3 separate regions of the Anser cygnoides genome follow, and all the other regions are linked to region 3. Evidence: chromatin contacts called from public Hi-C data. All regions are on one chromosome and are shown on one strand. The core of a region is the stretch at or near the end of the contact, and the rest is flanking DNA. Distances in the headings are between cores, read along the strand shown.

Region 1 (3,068 bases), core at 361-2,860, 130 kb before region 3:
CATACATATGGACTCTTTGAAACCTATGGTATAGATTTCCTCTTCTCTCCCCCGCAGCTTTGGATGGGTGCCTGAAACTAACACGTATCTCGGCTTTCATTTACTTCTGACATGGAACAGATAGAGCTGACATTTTGGAACCATTTCATCCCCAAAGTTGAGTCTGTCTGAAAATGCCAAGTATTTTGAATCTCAGGGGTTCAACACGTTCTCGCATTTGAGGTATCCAGGTCTAGCCCTGGCAACATGCAAAGCTCAAAGCCAGCTAACCCCAAGATGCATAACCACCTTTGGCAAAGGCTGCTGCCCTGGCCAGGAGCAGCCCAGGTCCTGCCCGAGACAGACACCAGACTTCGTGACGGGAAGCAGCTCCAGAAGACACGTAATGTAAAGGGAGAAACTGAGGGGGCACGTGAGAGTAAGGGTCTCCTGTGCTGCAGTTGTTGATGTGTCTAGTGGTTTTCTTCAATTTTTCATCCTCAGCCTTTTATTCCAGAAAATGGGGATGACATATTGTCCATTCACACAACCCAGCAGCCCCACCGAGCAGCAGAAATCACCAGCAGGCCCCTGGAAATTCAAGCAGGGACACATTGTCCAGGGCTGTCCCCTCACTCACCACAGGTGCCTTCTTCTCCACACCCAGTGGAGAAGGGGGAACCAGTCTGCAGCACAAGAAGGGGCCTCAGCACTCAGACACGCTCTCTGCATTCACATCAATGCTCCCCCTCTGGCTGTTTTTTAAACTGATGTGAATTTAAAGCCAAATCTTTGCTTCAGTAATGAACAGACTGTTCTCAGCTATAAAAAAAAAAAATCCCTGACACTTTATAATCATCATTTTAATTATTATAATTTTAGAACTCATACTTCACCAATAATAGGGCTCAAACAAAAAGTGTGGTGTCCCCAGAGAGATAAATGACAACGGGTTTTGTCTCGTATGCTTGCTATAATTATGACTATTTGATCTGATGCAGTTTTACGCTTTTATGGTTGCGGCAGTGGCATTTTGAATGCAAACCTCTCTAAGGGTCCTTCTGAGGCCTGGAGGACCAGGCCCGGCTCCCCACACAGAGCCATTTCTACTGCTGGAGCTCTCGGCCTGAGACATGGAGCTGGCCACAGAGATGGCCATGGGTGCAGTGGGCTTCCTTGGGCAGCAGCTGCTCTGCAGGGAGAGCGGGATGCTCCTAGGGAGGACGCTCAGCGCTGACAGCCTTATCAGCTCCCATAAGCTAACTGTGCAGGATGAGTCCTCCGGGGGACAGATCACGGGGCAGGGCGCAATGCCTTGTTCTGTGTTTACCAGGACAAGTCAACATGACACCTGTCCTCTGTCAAACCAAAGGTCTGCCTCTCCTGATAGCTGGCCCTACGCTGACAACAGCAGCAGCAGCTGCCTGGGGAAGAGCGCAGGAATTATGGCGTGGGTGGGAGTACAGGGGCAGGCACGGAGTCCTACCTCTGCACTGTCCCACTGTCCAGCCAGAGACTGTACTTGCAGCTCTTTTTAGGGCTGCTTAGCAGCAGTGCATGATGGATTTATTTTTTTCCTACCCTGGGTTTGCCCTAGCATTTTTGAAGACAGCTTTGCAGTACAAGTATAGTAAAGTGTTTCCCTTTTTAAAAATAAACACTAGTATTTTTGATATTAAAAGGGATTGTTGACAGAAAAGGGAAAAAAAGAAAAAAAAGGATTTTCTCCATGGAAATGGGGGTTGGCAGTTCCCGTGGCACAGCAATCTTTCATACTTTTTCCTTCAAGCCTGCAAGTGAAGGGGACAGGAGAGAGTTTGTCTTTTCAGAAGCAGCTCCTTTGATCAGAGTCATTCACTCTGGAGAATGGAATATTGAATTCCTTTTGCAGTCAGGCTGTGTTTAAGCGCTTTTGAGTCTGGCTGCAGTTTGTGGACTTTGTGAAACATGAGTATCCCTCCCGCCTCCCCTCTGCCTTTCTTCCCTGACATAGGGATTTTCAAAGGGCATCGCACTGCCTGACCTGAGAAACAGGGTGTTCTAAAACATCCTTGGACATTTATAACTCACACATCATTATGCAGGGAAAGCTGGTGGAAATACTGCAGTTCTCGATTTGGGGGACTGTATTGTCACCCCAAGCTTGTGGGCAGAAGGTGCAGGAGGGGGAAAGTAGATGTGTGGCTCAGGTTTGAATTCAAGAATAATCTCTGTCACTAAAGTGAAAGGAACAGAAAAAAAATCTGTTAAAAACTCTTATGATTCAATTTTTGGCAATGGCCAGTATTTTCAATTATCCTGAGTGTCTGTTAATGCTGATATAAAACTCTGCTGTTTTTTCCATTGCAAACCACAAATTTCAAGAGTGCATAAAACTCCACTTTGCAAATGCTTGGCCTGAAGTGAAACTTGGCAAATAAAGGTCTTATAACAATCTTTGTTTAAAATAAAGTTAATTAAATCTGGGTTTAAGAAGAGTTTTGACCATTTGCAAGTTACAGAATAATGCCAGGACTTAATTGCACTTCTTATCCAAAAATCCTCAAGTACCAAGGCATCACTTGAGCTGCAGAGCACATCTGCAAGGCTCATCCCCCCCCCCCCTTACACACCTCCCAGAGCAGGAAAGTGCTGGCCTGGGTCTCCCTCACACAAGGTGCTCACAGCCCTTCATGCTCCAGCAGAAACAGCAGACCCACATCACGGCCTGGGCACCACTAACCCCTCTGCTTCCCAACCCAGAGCACCCCTACAGCTCCAAGAGCCACCACATAGTCACTGTGTGCTGAACCTCTGCTCTGCACAGTTCTGTTTTTGCCCAGGTGAAACCAAGCGCACAGGGTTGATGATAAATCGAGGCCAGGGAGCTTAAATGCTTCAGTTAAATTGCACAGTAAATTAAAGACAGAAAAATCAGGAATACAGTTCTGTTGTGAGTTCCAGTCAACTTCCGTACAAGGGAGGGAGATATCGCTCCAGAGGCTCTCATTTTAAAGTGTATCTGTTCCCAAAGCTGAAAAATCTAATCAATTCATCCATACTGCAGACTAATTACTTTTGCTATTTTGTATTGCAGCGAGGACATGGAG
Region 2 (3,142 bases), core at 475-2,974, 190 kb after region 3:
TGGAAACAGACGCTATCCTGCTTATATAACATTGTTTTTGGAAGCTTAATCGTATACCAAAGAAAGAAGCACAGATTTGGATGAAAAATTAATAAAAATTTGTTAACACTCTTGATACTATGAAAACATCATTAAAAAAAACAACAACACAACAAAAAACACGTATCTTTCAAAACACTTTAAAACATTAAAGCTTGAAGTACTAATAAACTTTAAGGAGGGCAAATCTTTGGATATGCACAAACCTGTTTTTTTGACACTATCAACATTTAGAGTTCTTTGTCTCTTGCTTTACTTGGCTCCCCATTCTATTTTTCATCGCTAGTGCTGAATGTTTATCACTTCACAATGCTACAGTACTGCAAAGATTGCAGAAGAAAATTTCAATCCAAGGAGAAATCATGTACACTTGGAATTAAGAAAGGATACTAATATAGAGAACTTTCTGCTCATCATAAGTTTTATAAAACAAAAACAAAAAACAACCAACAAAACACTTTATACATTTGATATAAATTTGCTGGGTATCGTCTGTCCAAATAAGATGCTTACAAGATTTTTAAAATTCTCATTAGAGGCATTGAATTTTAACATAAAATATAGATTCTTTCTACTGTTATCTTCCGTATGCAGCTAGCTTTTAGCTTATTTCATAAATTAGCATTTATTTTAGAATGCAAGTGTTGTTACTGTAAATACTATTCAGAAAGTCAACAATTCAGTAAGAGGAAGCACTCAGATTGGAAAGGAAACATTCGACTGACTTACAATGTTTTACTAATGACGCAAGCCTACTGTAGATAGCTGTAACTACTTGTAGATTGCTGCAGTACAAAAAAAAACCCCACACCATCAAAAGCAAAAAAAAAAAACAAACAAAAAAAATTTTAAAAAAATCCACCAAAAAACAACTGAAAATGAGCCAAGACAGCAGCTGTTATCACAGTTTTCCATTTCCAGGAAATGTTAGCAACATCAGATGTAATCCATTCTAAGTCTAGACTTTTTTTTTAAAGTTGAACTAAAAAATGTAGAAATCACAGATTCTGTAACAAATGATATTAGCAAATACGTTTGACCAATGAGGTAAAAAAGAAGAAAAGATTATTCTACATTTTTCCTCTATAAGCATTTAAACTTCTCCAATGAATTTTGACTTTGAAGTTTGTCTGTGTTTGTGCTAGTGATCAATATCAAACAAAGTAGTGTTAAATAATCTTAGATAAACAGCATGCACAACAGGGGAACTGAAACTGGAGTCTGAGATCTCTGTGGCCTTGGTACGCTGTTTACTGTTGCAAAATTAGGCCACAAATCATGCTTAAAGTGCAACAAGAGTTGCACCACTTATGTGAATCTGATGTTCTTCAAATCATATGTAAACTAGTACAAAGCAAATATTTTTTTTTTAATGGAAAACATGTTTGTGAGTGCAAAATTTGCATAGCTTTGCTGCTCTGATGTGAAATACATCTGCTTGTCACACTAGCTTCTCATCCAACTATGGCACAATTAATGCAAAAGGAATTAAAACTATGGGAAATAAATGTGTGTTTATGTGTGTGTAATAAACATAATTTATTTTTAAAAGTAATTAAAAGTGACAAAGCTGAAAGTCCCAAAATGCTTTCAGGATCACTGATTTCAGTATAAAATGTAATGCTATAACAGCCAATTTTTATCGAGTTCATTCATACTTAAAATCATGATGCTTGACAACCTGTCCTCCTTCCGCTCTTCTTCCCCTCTTGGAATATTTTTATTTATGTAACCAAAATTATTTTATGTAACCAAAACTATTTTGAGGGAAAGTATTTTTATTTTTTCCTTACAGCAAAAAGCTCAGTAGTAATTCATTACTCTGTGTTAATAGATATTTTTGTACATCTGTGATATACTAATGGAATTTGTTGTATCTAAAAATGCTACTCAAAACTGTTATCATTTAAGGACCCCATTTGGTATAGCTGGCCCATCAAAAATTTAATTGTCAACTAAATGACCTCGATGACAGCTTTTGTAACCTTGTAATGGAATGGTGAGCTCTTTATTGCCACTGGAAAGCAACCATATAAAAATGGGTCACTATATTAAAAATTTCCCATCAGAATTATGGGAGCAAGCTGCTAGATATGCCTGAAGTTGCCAGTTTTCTAGTTTTCCTCTTCCCTAGTTAAGTGAAATAAGCAAGAACCCAAAGTCAATTGGTGGTGTTTTAGCAGTGATTTGAGAAGGGACAAGGAGATGTAAGCTATGAATGACTGTGTAGATGGGTGAAGATTTATTTCATCGCTGTGGGACAAGGGCAGAATTTATTCAGTTTAAAGGACAGATAGCTCTGTAACTAGAAAGTAGTGACTTGTCCTGAAACCAGACAGAGAAAGTAATATCCCATAATCGGTAATCTGATTACTGTTTCTTTCTGTGATTTTCCAATTGGATCAATGCATATGACAAATAAAAAATAATGACCGTACCAAGACATGAATTTGCATATTTTAATGAACAACAGAAGGACATAAAATAAATTCTTATGAAAACTAGTTGACAGCTATTTATTTTTCATTAAGAAAAGCTTACATTTGAATTTATAAAGCTTTTCAAACAAACAAAAAAAAGTAATTTTTTGATACAACTAAAATGTAATATATATATATTTTTTATTCCTTACCTACAAGAATGCAAGGCAGATAAAAGAGAAGGAAAATCCTGTCCCCTAGGTGTGGTGTTTCTGCAGGTTCACAGCTTTTGACCCGTGAAAGCTGAAGCTTTTAGAAAGCAATATAAGAACTTCATATACATCATATACAGACTGCTTTTTAATTCTCTCAAAAAACTGTCTTATTTATGTTTTTCAAAATTTTCAATGCATTAAATGTGAAGAAAGATAAGTGAAGAGGGAGAACTATTTCATTAATGACTCTAACTGGAAAGCACTCATCCTTCTTTACCTTACACATGTAACCTTGTGTTGCCTGACCTGTAATTCAAAAGGGTGCCAGGTATGAAGAAAGCAAATGGCCCAGCAGCATCCAGCACAATGAGCTGAATGCCTGAGATCTTCTTACATCACAGACAGATTTATAAGAAAAGCCATAATGCTTGGAGACATGAAGTTACATGCAAAAACAGCAAGTATCTA
Region 3 (3,240 bases), core at 335-2,834:
TGTAATAATAGGGGCTAATCCAAATTAATAGCACTATTTTATTTTAAATCTATGTGCAAAAAAAGTGCAAGTAAGTCACTGACTGCTAGGCCAAGCTTTTTTCAAGGCTGCTGAAACTAAGCATTTGTTAAAATTCAGATCTGATGAAGGATCAGTTTAAGACCGTTCTTGAATTCTTAGCCTTTCGTTGGGAAAGCCATACCTAAAGATAAAAGGAAGGGAATTAAAAGTTAGTCACCAACTAAAATTTGATCCCCACATCAATATCCCCCAAACTACTAATAGGGACACATTTCTGTCATTTTTAACAGAACTATTTTAAGACATCTTAGAAGTCCACAAGAAAATGGACAAAATATAGCATATTGTTTATGAGCGTGAGTGTATTATAAGGCAGAACTCAACCAAAACCTCATTTAATTCAATTCTCTATGCAATTGCTCAGATTATAGAGCAGATGTATTAGTCATCGATTCTGTGCTACATAAACAGGGGTGCGGTGATTTTTTTCCTGTCTTTTCCCTTTTTTTAGGAAAGTTTATTTAGAGAGATCTGTTTTAGCTTTAGCTACCATTTCAGGAGTAATTCTCCCCTCCTCCCTTTTTATATAGAATTCTGTGAGAAATCAATGAAAGTTCCCTGCATCATATATTAATATATTACAATGGAATGATGTATTTCTTTACTTGATATTAACCAAATTCAAGAAAGGGCACTGCCACTAACTAACCAGCAACTGATAGCTACTGTGACGACGACGCCTGTAACTGCAACATTACTCCAGGAGATATTGCAAGTGCCAGTACGGACTCACAGATTGGGGGTGGGGAAGCTGGGGAGAGCATGTACATGCTTGTGGGAAATAAAAGAATGATGACGTTATCACATGGTCCGTAGATGTTGGCTATGGGATAATGGAAAACAGCTGTAAGTTGCTCAAAGACAGACCTACTACATACTTCTGCCCTACTAAAATTTTGTTAGTGGCTCACTAATTCTGAAAGGTAAAAGTCTGAAATACATTTTCTTTTTGACTGTACAATGCACACATACAGAAAACACAACTATTCACTGTTTAAGTGAAACACTGATTTTTTTTGTGATACTTTCAACAAAATATTGACTTTGAACCTTATTGTCCAGTGTTCATTAGAGATGTTTAGAATCTGCATAAATCAATAACTGCCACTGAACAAACTAAGATCAAAGTACTATAAAATCAACATCATGCAGCACCAAGGTCATATGCAGTTCAGAACAAACTAAAGAGAAAAGATTATTTATATTCTGCAGAGCGTAGGGAAAGAAGAAACTATTGGAACTGCTTGTTCCATATTGACCAGTTAACTAAATTGTCACGGCTGCTTTATCATTCTCTCCCTCATACAGCAAGCCAATGGCCTGAAATGTTAGGAATGACGGACATTTCAATCCAATGTATATAAAATAAGCCATCAGTAAAGTTGCTGATTGTACCATCCTTTGCTCAGAACTTAAGTTTCCTTTATATATTTATTCACTGAAATTATTTTCTGCTTACAAAATGATTAACAGCTTTCCAACACTGAGGAGAGATTGATCAGATGTGTTCTAAATGTAGAAGCAAAAACCTAAGCAAACTGAAAAAAACACCTTTCAATTCTCTCCACTTTGGCTACTAAAAAGATACAGCAAAATAGAAAGTTCTCTCTTCCAAAGATAACTGGAAATTAATTTATGCTGAAGACACCACAAGCAAGTCAGGTATTTACTGGAGAACAAATTACATACAATAGATGTCAATGTCTGTTGTTTTTTTTTTTTTCTTGTCTATGTATCCACCATCTAGTGTCACACAAACATTAAGATTTTGTTTTCAATAATCTTACTAATACACTAAACACGTTTCACAACGCAAAACATGTTAAAATGTTTGAGTTACACCATTGGAATAATTTTCCTAGGCAATTTTGATATCTCTGAGATAGGAATATAGCTTCTTTTTTTTTTTTCCTTTGAGACGCATGACCTCTATATGCAAATATCATGAAAGCATATGCAATGTATTCTCCAGTCATGTGCAGATAAGAGTCTTACCTAATACACCACTAGGTTCAATAGGATACTCAAGGATTGATGTAGCTGGTGCCAGCGTGTAGGGGTATTCGTACGGGGTGTAAATTAAACCAGCTTCAGGTCCTGGTGGCACTATTGCAGCGGTGGGATGAGGAGTTCCGTTTGGCATGACAGCGGTTTGTATTTGTCTGATCAAAGGCATTATGGTAGGGCCAGCTGGCGTAGGAGTACGCAGGGCAGCTGGTGGGAGAACAGGCGCAGGCCCAGTAATGATCCTTGGAGCCTGGGCTGTTGCTGCAAGAGAAAAGGCAAGGGCTGCTACAGTAAGCAAAGAAATTCAGAGGAAAGTATGGAGATAGCAGTACAAAACGTGGAAAGAATGGGAAAAAAGGGGAAAAGTAGGAAAGAAGAAAAATAAAAGGAAATCATTAGTACATGCGCTGATCACACAGTGCCAAAGCACACCATTCAAATGCAAACAGCTTTCCATTTTCCAGTGTGATTAAGTATGAACATGCAAAATAAAAAAGCCATTGTAAAACAGTGAGGTAGATTTCTCAAACAGGTTACACAGCACAAAAGCTCCATTTAGACCACATTTCTTCATTTATGCTATAAAGACTGCATGAGACTGAGATGCATGCAGGAGATACAAGGAAAATACTTCATAATCAAATACAGAGTACAAAATGTAGTGCAACTATAGAGTCCACAGATACTCAGTTATGCAGAGCTACTGTATGAGTTCTACAGTTTTGTATCTCTTATATTGTATTTAAACATATATACAATTCCAGTTTCCAGGATCAGTGAAGTTAAAGAGGATCTGGAAAAACAATGCATCTCCGCTCCTACTGTAGCATGAATGACATACTCTAAATGTTTTTCACATCAATTTTCCCCAAATATAACATGTTCTTTGTCACAGAAGATTACTACAGTCTTGCTTTTTTGTTTCGTCTTGCACAGTGCTTGCATATTTAATTATTTGAAGCCTGTCAGCATACTATAGGAACAACTTCTTAAACACTAACACAGATCAGCTGGTAAGAGTCGATGTTAAACTGTTTTATTCTATTGCTTAGAACAAAGATTTCTATGCACTACTGCTGATCTACATTGATTTAATTAACTTACAGGTGGTCTGAGAAGAGAAATGCATGGGAAAGATTTTCATATTTGAGA

The links. Hi-C and Micro-C count contacts between places; a contact is called where the count stands out from the background.
Region 1: a contact with region 3 is called in a Hi-C map of liver, with 2.5 times the contacts expected there. The contact joins two enhancer-like sites. A contact is called at or near these places in 2 of 7 Hi-C or Micro-C datasets (both in liver).
Region 2: a Hi-C map of liver shows a contact between it and region 3, with 2.4 times the contacts expected there. The contact joins two enhancer-like sites. A contact is called at or near these places in 2 of 7 Hi-C or Micro-C datasets (both in liver).

The regions. Positions count from the first base shown.
Region 1 is chr3:48,631,846-48,634,913 of Taihu_goose_T2T_genome, forward strand. All of the region lies in intron 4 of LOC136790427 (a long non-coding RNA gene), which reads right to left. Among named protein-coding and RNA genes, the nearest start is that of QKI, 270 kb to the right of the region's middle. Within about 2 kb of position 1,611, at least 2 of the 3 cell types and tissues checked have open chromatin away from gene starts, as enhancers often do. A contact at or near this core is called in liver, where this site is marked.
Region 2 is chr3:48,957,892-48,961,033 of Taihu_goose_T2T_genome, forward strand. The region is part of intron 5 of PACRG (parkin coregulated); the gene reads right to left. Among named protein-coding and RNA genes, the nearest start is that of QKI, 52 kb to the left of the region's middle. Within about 2 kb of position 1,725, at least 2 of the 3 cell types and tissues checked have open chromatin away from gene starts, as enhancers often do. A contact at or near this core is called in liver, where this site is marked.
Region 3 is chr3:48,763,982-48,767,221 of Taihu_goose_T2T_genome, forward strand. It overlaps QKI (QKI, KH domain containing RNA binding), which reads right to left. Exons shown (of 9, transcript XM_066994140.1): 7 at 2,077-2,373. Among named protein-coding and RNA genes, the nearest start is that of QKI, 140 kb to the right of the region's middle. Within about 2 kb of position 1,585, at least 2 of the 3 cell types and tissues checked have open chromatin away from gene starts, as enhancers often do. A contact at or near this core is called in liver, where this site is marked.